Linked DNA regions of Sus scrofa: region 1 is linked to region 2. Evidence: chromatin contacts called from public HiChIP or PLAC-seq data. All regions are on one chromosome and are shown on one strand. Each heading gives the region's core, a stretch centred on a gene start, on an enhancer-like site or on the middle of the called end of the contact. The rest is flanking DNA. Distances are from core to core; before and after follow the strand shown.

Region 1 (4,961 bases), core at 417-2,916, 880 kb after region 2:
CACTGGTCTAAGCACTTTAAAAGCATTTGATCCTCACCAAAACCCTGAAAGACAGTTTAAAGGTAATTGAGACAATAAAACCTGAGGTTTTAAAAAAAATGTATTTAGATTAATATCAATATTAGTTCTTCCTGATAAATGGAGCCCTAAAGACATATTTGGAAGTTTTGGATAGATAAAGAGCTTGAAGAGCGACCATTCCAATTCAATTCAAGGCAATCTTTCAATGTTACTCTATTCTGCTTGTTGCTAAAAACATTACCTTCCCTCTGTGGGTGAAACTATGTAGAACTGGCTTTTTTTAAATGCTTTATTATGGAAAATTTCAAATATATACAAAAATTATAAAAATAATATAATGGATGCCCATGTACCCATTATCCAGCTTTCAACAAACCAAGAACTTTCTAAAGGCTTTCTTCTCACTCATCCCCCATACTCCTTGGTGAAGACTTTAACAGGTCCTATGGACAGACACAGTCACTTGTAAGACACCTAATTCTGAACCTCCTTCTCGCCACTGCGTCTCTGCTACAAAACAGTTCAATTTTCTCTTTTCAAAATTTCTAGTCCTTTTGCTCTAAGTTTGTTCCCTAGCACAGAACATCATCCTATTCACTCTCTTCTCCCTGGCTGGTCTTTGGGTGTTGTTGAGTGTCTGTGTGGCTTCAAACATCCAAATGACAGTGACAGAAATAATACATTCACCAGAGAAGATTAAGATTAGAGTTAAATTTCAGAGGCACTCCAGTCCAAGTCTTTTTCTTAGCAGTAAGGCAAATTGAAGGCCCATGCTCTGACCTATCCAAGGTCCAAGAAAGACAAACAAGAAATAAAGACAAAGATGTGTGCAAAGTGATGCATCGCACTCCTTTTCACCATCTATATTCTTTCCACTCCTTTCACCATCCCTGCCCGTTCCCACCACATTCTTCCCAGATCGTCCCAAAGAGCATTAACGTGTCTCGAAAGAATTTTAGATCTCTATTTTATCACTGCTGATTTTAATCTCCTTGGAGCCAAAACCAAGCCTCAGTCTTTTACAGGGTTTGGTAAAGTGCCTGATTGACACCTGGTAGTCAGTCAAATATTTACCGACCCAGATCAGCGCTCCCTAGGACTACGAGTTCTCCTTTATCCATTCCCCAGCTATCAGGTCTCCAAGCCTGATATCAAACGTTCTATTTTCCCCTCTCTCCTTTCAATCATCCTTTCCCTAGGGAAAGGACGCAGTATAACACACACAATAGAGAATCGGAAAAACTGAGTTTGTGTCCTGATTGCTACACCTTCCTGTGTGTACATAGATACGTCTCCCTTTTTCAAGGACTCCATATGGCCATCTGTAAAATGGGCAGATGGAACCAAGCCTCGTGGATCTTGCCACCTCTCCGACAGAACCAAGGTGGGCCTCGGCATCTCCTACGGTCCCCATAGCCCAAGTTAGGTCCGCTCCACTCCCAGGTTGTTCACACACTTGGGCACTGCATCCTTACCTCCCACTCCTAGGTTGACCTTGCGGGGGTCCGGATCCTCCCGGAAGTCAGCAATGAGCTTAAAGACAAGGACCGGCTGGGCCTGAGGAACCTCGGCAAAGACTGATGGAGGTGCCATAGCTAGAGAGCAGGAGTCGGCCGGGAGCTTTCACCTCGCGCCCGGAGCCGCTCGGTACCGTCCAACCGCTGCAACTGGAGGAGACTCTCACCTTCACCTAGTAGGCGGGGGCGGGCCCACGGCCTCCAATGGTCGAGCCGTGTCGGGAGTTTGGCAAAGCTGTTAACCAATCGTGAGCTTCTGACAAAAAAGGCCAGGAGGGAGGGGATGCTATTAGCCAATCCAAGAAGAGAACCTTGTCAGAGGCCGGTAATGATGCAACCAATGCACTGTACGCCGGCCGAGATGGGGCGGGTCTATGGCTGATTGGCAGAGCGTCCTCCTATCACTGAGGCTGTTGTTCCTTGGCCCTACCGGTGCTGAAGGAAGGAGCCGAGCGGCAGTCGTACCGCGAGGCGGTTTCCTCGACCTTCAAGGGCCAAGAGATTAGCAGGCGGTGGCCCGCGGGAATTCCGGAGGACCGGCCTTCTGGTACCCACAGAACTGGTGTTCTAGCTGCCACGCCGCAGAGTGCGTACATTCCTGACCCATCCTGGCCTGGCTCAGGCTAGCAGCCAAATCCGGCGTCTGCACTCGGGACGGGAGTCCTCTGCCAATCGTGCCGTTCCGGAGCCCGCGCGGGCGACCTTGACCTTCTCTGCCTGAGAGAAATGTGGGTGGGCCACCTGCCTTGGTTTCAGACAGGAGGCAAGACATGACGAGAGGCAAAGCAAGGCAAGATAAGAGGAAGTGTCCAGGAGTTCCTTTCTGCCACTCTTCCAATTGCGGGCGTTTTCTCCCCTTCCTATCTGACAGGGCTTGATCCTCAAGGATCTTGAGAATATGGGCGCAGCCGCCCCCTCCAGCTTTTCTCCCACACAGGCACTCAACCAGATCTTGCTGCCATCAGCTGGCTGGTACCCAAAATCTTCTTTTAGTCTGCCTGTTCCTTCCCCAACCCCTCTCTCCACCTATTGACCTTCAAGATCCAGAACAAATGCCTCCTCCATAAAGCTATGCCTTAACCCTCACTCTGGTTAAAATTCATCTCCCTTTCCTATGCTTCTGTATCTTGTTGGCAATATTACAGTTTTAGAAAATGCCCAGTTAAGAACCTAGCTCTGGAGCTAGACAACCTAGGTTTAAATTCTAGTGCTGCCATTTACTAATCTGGGCAGATCTAGGCAAGCTACTTAACCTCTCTGTTCATGCTCCATATAATGGAGATAATAGTACTTTCCTTATGGTTGTTGTGGGGATTATGTGAGTTAATATGTATGAAGTGTTTAGTTGCATATAGTAAGCACTCCCGCAATATTAGCTATTGTCATTGCGTATCTGCCACACCCCTTGTAGATGGTAAGCTCCTTCTGGCTAGAGAACTTGCCCTGTATTGGTCTCCTTCAGTTTCTTGCACTTGGTAAGTATTCAATAAGTAGTGGAAGGCTTTTCAGAAAAAAAGCAATATCTCAGTCTCTATTCATTGGATAACACAACAAACCTCAAACATTCATGCAAAGTAATAAACGTAATCCAAAAGACCTTTGTGCAACAGGTGCCAACCTTTGTATCATCTGCATCTTTTCAGAAACAGCCTGTTTTTAAAGATAACTTTTCACAGTGTTGAATTAACATTTTCCTCTAAGATTGCAAGTTCAATGCTGAAGGTGAAATGACAGTGAACTTTCAGTGCTTCCATAAGCAGAGGCAAAGGCCAACTGCTGAGTGGGATGTTCTATGTCCCAGCCTTCCTGGAGGTTTTTTTGGGTTTTTTTTTTTTTTTTTTTTTTTGTCTTTTCTGGGGCCTCTCCCGAGGTATATGGAGGTTCCCAGGCTAGGGGTCTAAACAGAGCTGTAGCCACCAGCCTACACCAGAGCTACAGCAATGCCAGATCTGAGCCGCGTCTGCGACCTACACCACAGCTCACGGCAACACTGGATCTTTAACCCACTGAGCGAGGCCAGGGATCAAACACGCAACCTCATCTTTCCTAGTCGGATTTGTTAACCACTGCGCCACGACGGGAACTCCCCCGGAGTTTGATTCAAAAGTATGATCACAGGGTTGGCCAACAGTATCATGGTCACTCCTTACGTCATTCCCTGGAGGAAAAGCAACCCTGGGTTACCTAAACATTGTTAACTTAGCTAAGTCCAAATAAATATTTATTGGCAACCTAAGCAGCTCCATAACCAAGTCAGTGCTAATAGGAGCAAAGAAACTACCATTTGCAGTTTTTCTTCATGTCTCCATGATACCTGTTCTGAATTTTAGAAAGGAGCGAACAGTTACCGGATTTCCTTTAGGGGAAAGGAACTGCAGACTGTGTGGGATCCAAGTCTGGAACTTTTATCCTCAAAAATATGCTTCTTGGAGATTAAGTTCTGTACCTTTCTGTCTTGAGCCCTGTCCCTCCAGCAAAGTGCCCATCTTGAAATAAACAAAATGTTTTCCAGGCCATCGCTACTTTTAACACTTTGACTTAGAGTGGACACAACACCTCCTTCCTGCCGAGTGGATAATTCAAGCAAAAGATTCTTGAGAGGCAAAAGTTGCCCAGACAAGTAGGCAGCCAGGTAAAGTGATTGTCTGGGGAAAGAGGTGTCAGGGTCAGAAGGAAGAGGGGCAGGTAGTCCCCTGCCTCCTGACTTTATTATGACTATCTGTTCAAGGGACTCTGTCCCTACCATTTCCCTTCTGCCTTCTTTTTCTCTTTTCTTCAAAAGAATTGGAAGGAAGGAGCTGAGAACCACATAACAGCTTGATTGGTAATGAATTCCTTTCCATTATACTTGCTTGGAAATCCAAAACCTTCAGGGCTATGCTGACGCCCCCATAGCATAAAGGCAGGCCAGGGCAGCAGTGGGTACTACATGGACCTCTGAGCAAATCCACACCTGCTTACTGTACTTAATCTTGCCCCTGAGGGGTTTCCTGTTATGGCTCAGCACAAACGAATCTGACTAGTATCTATGAGGATGCAGGTTTGATCCCTGGCCTCCCTCGGTGGTTTGGGGATCTGGCATGGCAGTGAGCTGTGGTCTAGGTCGCAAACGCAGCTCAAACCCCGCATTGCCCTAGCTGCTATAGGCCTGCCACTGTAGCTCCGATTGAACCCCTAGCCTGGAAACTTCCATGTGCTGCAGGTGCGGCCCTAAAAAGCAAAAAACAAACAAACAAAACCACAAAACCTTGCCCCTGATACCCAGATGGTTGATAACTCAGCAACAAGTCAAGGTAGGGAAGAGTTTATCACACTTTGCCCTCAAGGACAAAGTGCTTTGGAATGGTTGTACTGGACTGTCCCCATTTTGGCTGTCACTAAAGGTAGGATATTGTTTAGAAGCTGAGTTGTGTGCTCAACATG
Region 2 (4,934 bases), core at 1,429-3,928:
AAATCAGGATTTGTTCCTTTACGAGGTTTTTAATAAAGAGGAAGGGAAACACTATTACATAGCTTCCCTCTTAAATCAACCAAATGGGTATACTGGTGTAAGAACTAAAATACATTAAAATTCTTTATGAAAAACTTATATGTATTAATTGCTAAAATATAAAGAAGCCTAACAGACCTGGGTTTTAGCTTTAAATAACACCACTTAACTAGCTATGACCGCTGATATGTTGCTGTATTCCTACAGATGGTAACAAGACTATCAGTGACGCTGAGGTGGATTAGCTTGCTGACGTGGAGCTGGCCCAGCCGATGACCAGGGCTTCGGGGGCAGGAAGGGCACGGAGAGGAGGGAACCTGTCTGTGCCACCGCAGACTAGCAAGGACTCTCTCTGCTGCTCCCAATAAAAAGCTGTTAATCAGAAATTAATCCGGAAAATTTTTCAAAATAAATTACTCCTTTAAAATGTAGAGTAGGGTAGGAATTCACAGAGTTGTCATAAACATTAAAGTGTTAAGCTTATGCTAATCTTTTTAGGTAGAGACACTGAGGACATCAGGCTTCTCGGTTGGTTTTGTGATTAAAATTCTCCCACCTCCTCCGGCCCTCATTTAGCCCAGGGAGCCCTAGGGGGTGAGGGTGGGGTCGCTGCCCTCCAGAGCATCAAGGGCTGACCTGTGAGGATGCGCTGGACCACAAACGCGCCCTGTTGCTCCCTCGGGCTGGGCTGGCAGTGGGGAGGGGATGGGGGGCTCTGCTGCGTCTTGCAATTCTGTGCTGTCCCCTCCTGTCCATCCCTCGACCCTCTTCTCCCTCCTTCTCTGACAGCACTCACCTCTTCTCCCTCATTCTCTGACTGCCCAAACTTCAGCCGCAGACTTTCTTTAAACTCTTCATCTGTCCAGTAGAAGAGGACCTCGGCACCCTCCGTGGCCACCAAGACGCACTTCATCTGCCAGGAGAAGTAAGGTCAAGGCCACCTCCCAGCCCCACATCCAAGCAAGGCCTGAGTAATAAAAAGGATCAGAATCCCAGCAAACACCTAGTAGCCCTCAGTGTGTGCCAGGCACAGCCGTGAGGGCTTTCCTGGTGTTATTTCCTCATGGCAACTTGATAAAGCAGGAATCTTCAGTTATTCCCATTTTACAGACAGGATTTGATGAGGCAGAGGTGGGATTTAAACCCAGATCTGTCTGATGCCAAGGCTGGGGCTCTTTCCTGCATAATCCGGCCCCTCTCACCACAGCAACAGACCCACCACCGTCCTGCTGGAGCCAGATGTAAAGAGAGACCTAGCTCTTGATCTGGACAGGGGGTCGACTGCAAAGGGGTCTGGTCTGGAAGGGAGGGCAGCTAGTGCACCTCCCTCTGGAAGGTCCAGAAAGGTGTTTCTCCTCAAGCCTGAAACAGCTCCAGGACAAGCTTCAAAGCCCACAAGGAGTGGATGCAGCCTTATAGGAGTTTCATTCACACGTTCCTCCAGCTCTGGTGGACACAGAGGCTGTGTGGCCTTGGCCATGGTTCACTCTCAGCCCTGTGTAGCTGCTGCTTCCTCAGCCACCAGCACCAGTACCTTTGGCCCTTCCAGACCTCCCTCCCGGCCACCCACGCATGGAACCCTCTGTGCCACACATTTTAATGCTTCATGATACGTGTTGTCTTATTCACCAACTGGTAGGCTCTTAATCCACAGCTTTCTATGCTGAGCCCGGCCCCGAGGTGCTGCAAGACATTGATCTTCTCAACCCTCGCAGCAGCCTGGTGAGCTCTCAGGCAAGCTGCTTGTCCCAGGCAAAGGGCCATCAAGTTTTCTCCTCCACCGCAGCATGCTGCACAGACATGACCACATGTGCTAAGATGTGACAACTGTGAGGAAGCGCTGCTCTAACTCTTCTGTGGCTGGACATTCTGTTTCCTCAATAGGATCACAGCCACTCGAGGTCTTGGCGCAGTTACATTCACTAGGATCCCCTGTGTGATCCGCTTAGGGGTACTTACTGAATTCTTCCTAAATCTCCAGTTGGTTTAGCACCTCGCCTTGTGGTGTTTCCAGCACAGTAAAATGCAAAGAATGTAGCCTATTCCCATGGAATTTCTTGACACAGGCAGAGACTGGGAGAGCAATGGAGTGTGATGCAAAGGTTGCTGGATGAGGGCAGGTGGGCCTGGAAGAGGCTGCTCTGCACACTCCCAGGTGAGTGTGGCAAAGATGGGGACTTGAGGGGCTGGCCTGATTGGAAGGGGGTGTATGGGCTGGAGGATGGAGGCCGTGAAGAGCAGAGCGCGCTGGTAGGCTGGTGAGGGTCTGTGTCATGAATGGGTGGGGTCACGGTTAAGGAGACCAGTTGTCCGGGTGGAGGAAAGAGAGTCCACTCCTTAGTGGAGGCCAGGGGAGGAAGGGCTGATTTAAAAGGTGTAGCTTAGAGTCTTAGAGGCCTTGAGACTGCCTGGATGCAAGGGAGGAAGGACAGAACAGGCAAAGGTGACATCAGGATGCAGAGCTGGGGTAGGGGGTGGGGATGAGTGGGCTCTGCACAGCTTTCGAGAGCTTGGTCCCTCGCCTGCCTCACCCTGTCCACCTCCCCCAGCCTGAGGAGCCCCAGGGTGGGGGCTGCCTGCCTCCAGCTCAGGCAGGACCACCTACCTTGGCAAGGAGCACTGTGGAGCTTCCGGACAGTCAAAGGTTCAGGAAGGACTGCAGTAGACAGACTCGGTGACCGGCTCATGAGAGCAGCATATCATCAGGGGACCTGCAGACACTTCACACAGGGAGGTCACAGGCAAGAAGAGGTTCTCATTCCAACAGCTCCTGGTTCCCAGGAGGGGATAAGGTGGTGAAGGACTGAATGGTCAAAGGTCTCTCTCTGGCCCTTGGGCAGTCTGCTCAGAGCAAGCTCCCCACTACCAGGAGTTTTGCCAGTGGCCCAGATCCTGCCCTCCCCAATGGAGAATACAAGCCCAGCCAGCATGGTCCTTTGGACATAGCAGATATCCACAAACATTAATGCCCACTGACTAATCTCATTTCTTTGTGGGTCACTCCCAGCCATGGTGCGGTCAGCAAACCCACCCTGAGCAGCCCCAGGGAGCTTGCTGTGAGGACTACTAAGAGACAGCACATCCTAAGGAGACAGACTAGGTATCCTAGGATGATGCAACAGATGGCAGTAAACCATCGCAAAAGGCATCAGAGACCTGGTTCTAGTCTGGGCTCTGCCAAAGCACATAAACATCTCTGCCTCAGCCACCACCAGCTCCACCTCCCTCCAGGGTTCTAGTGAGAGTTCAGGAGTCACCAGGCAGGCACATCCTTTGCAAACTGCTTTCTTACATAGAGATAGAGGGTCATTTTACTTATGTCCCAGCTTCCCTTCCTCAAATGACAGGGTGAACTAAACTGGTTCCAGAATCATTCACATTTTGATCACGAAGGCAGGAACAATATAAAACTGAAGTTTAATTAGGAAGCCAAACATTGTAAACAAGTAAAAGGCAAGAAAGTGCTGTTGGGGGCTTAGCATCCTGTGCAACATGAGACTTACAACATCACCTGCATGACTGGCCTAACTGACATATACCTGGAAAAACAGGAATGCTTTTCACTGGACATTAGGTTCCGCTTTTTTTTTTTTTTTAATTTCAAAAGGCTGTTGGAAAGAGAACCACTGGAGTCATTTTGTTAATTCCCTGTTCTCTCTATCCTGCTCTAGGAAGGGAACACAGGACTCACTGGAGCTCCAGATGACACTGGGCCAACCTGAGGAAAACCTCCTACGCCCAAATCACCATCCTCCCAGGAAACTGCCCCTGCAGCAGTCGCTTCCCCCGGCCAGCAGCCCCGTCTCAGGAGGCCCACTCCCTCAGAGCCTCGGCCTTGCCCCTGCTGGACGGGAGGCCCAGGCGTGACGACCCACAGGGCTCTCACGACGACCCAGGGCAAAAGGTCTGGCTTGCGGCACCCGCCCCCCTTGTAGCTGCAAAAACAGAGGGGAGGCAATCAGAGCAAGGCCCCTGGGGCGGGTGAGGCTGGGGGTGGAGCCGCTCCTTCCTTTTGCGGGAGGCCGCGCAGGGGTCTGAGAAGAAGGCCCGCCGCCCACCCAGGCGCTTAAACAGTACGGAAGGCACACATACCGAGTCAGACAAACACCGCCCTGCCTTCCAGGAGCGAGCAGGCGCGCTTCCGGGTTCTGCCACGTGACCGCCCACGTGACCGCCGGGGAGCGGCCGAAAGCCAGCCCGCTCCTGGGTTCTAGCCCTCCCCCTCCGCTTCCCCCAGCCCCCGCTCCCGCCCCTCCTCCCCTCCTCCCCTCCTGCTCCCTCCTGCTCCGCCTCCGCCCCATGCACTTTGCAGTTCCCTCCTGCGGGCAGTCTGGCCCTGGGAGCACTGCCTCCTGCTGGACGGTGGCCACGTTCCTCCCGTTCCCAAGGAGGGCGCTGAGGCCCACAGTGGCACTGCGCTGGGGCTTGCTACTTTGCTACTTGCCCGAGTTCAAGACACTCCCTCCCCAATAAGTACGAGGAATGTCCCTGTTTTACAGAAGAGGACACTGAGGCCCAGAGAGAAGAAATAACTTGCTGAGGGGCCGAGTTAGCTTCCGAAAGCAGGTCTTCTGGCTTCCAGCTGGGCTCTGGCTCTTCCTCATCCTTTGGCTTTTCTTTCTGAGTTGCAGTTTTGGGCCGAGAGAGCCACCCTCCTGTGACTGTTTCCAGGAACTCCTTAGGAGGAGACACAGCCTGCAGAAGGACCCAATGACCCTTAGAATGCCAACGCTGAAATTTGTTGATAAGGATTCTCAGTCCATCTGGGGGATGAGGGGGCACATTAGGGTCTTTGCTTTGAACCTGTGTTTGCTAGATTCTCTTAAACTGTGTGTGTGTTTGTAGTGACCAAGGGTGGGGACAGCTGATGATCATGGAAGGGACGAAATTCCCAC

The links. HiChIP or PLAC-seq counts read pairs in DNA pulled down with a chosen protein or histone mark.
Region 1: an H3K27ac HiChIP or PLAC-seq map of skeletal muscle shows a contact between it and region 2, with 5 times the contacts expected there. The contact joins the promoter of GOT1 here to the promoter of HPS1 in region 2. A contact is called at or near these places in 2 of 5 promoter capture datasets (fetal skeletal muscle and liver) and 1 of 2 datasets of contacts at active chromatin or transcription factors (skeletal muscle).

The regions. Positions count from the first base shown.
Region 1 is chr14:110,634,159-110,639,119 of Sscrofa11.1, forward strand. It overlaps GOT1 (glutamic-oxaloacetic transaminase 1), which reads right to left and starts at 1,667. Exons shown (of 9, transcript NM_213927.1): 1 at 1,497-1,667. The coding sequence starts at 1,614.
Region 2 is chr14:109,751,034-109,755,967 of Sscrofa11.1, forward strand. HPS1 (HPS1, biogenesis of lysosomal organelles complex 3 subunit 1) reads right to left here and starts at 2,679. Exons shown (of 19, transcript NM_001098587.1): 1 at 2,645-2,679; 2 at 836-952. The coding sequence starts at 952.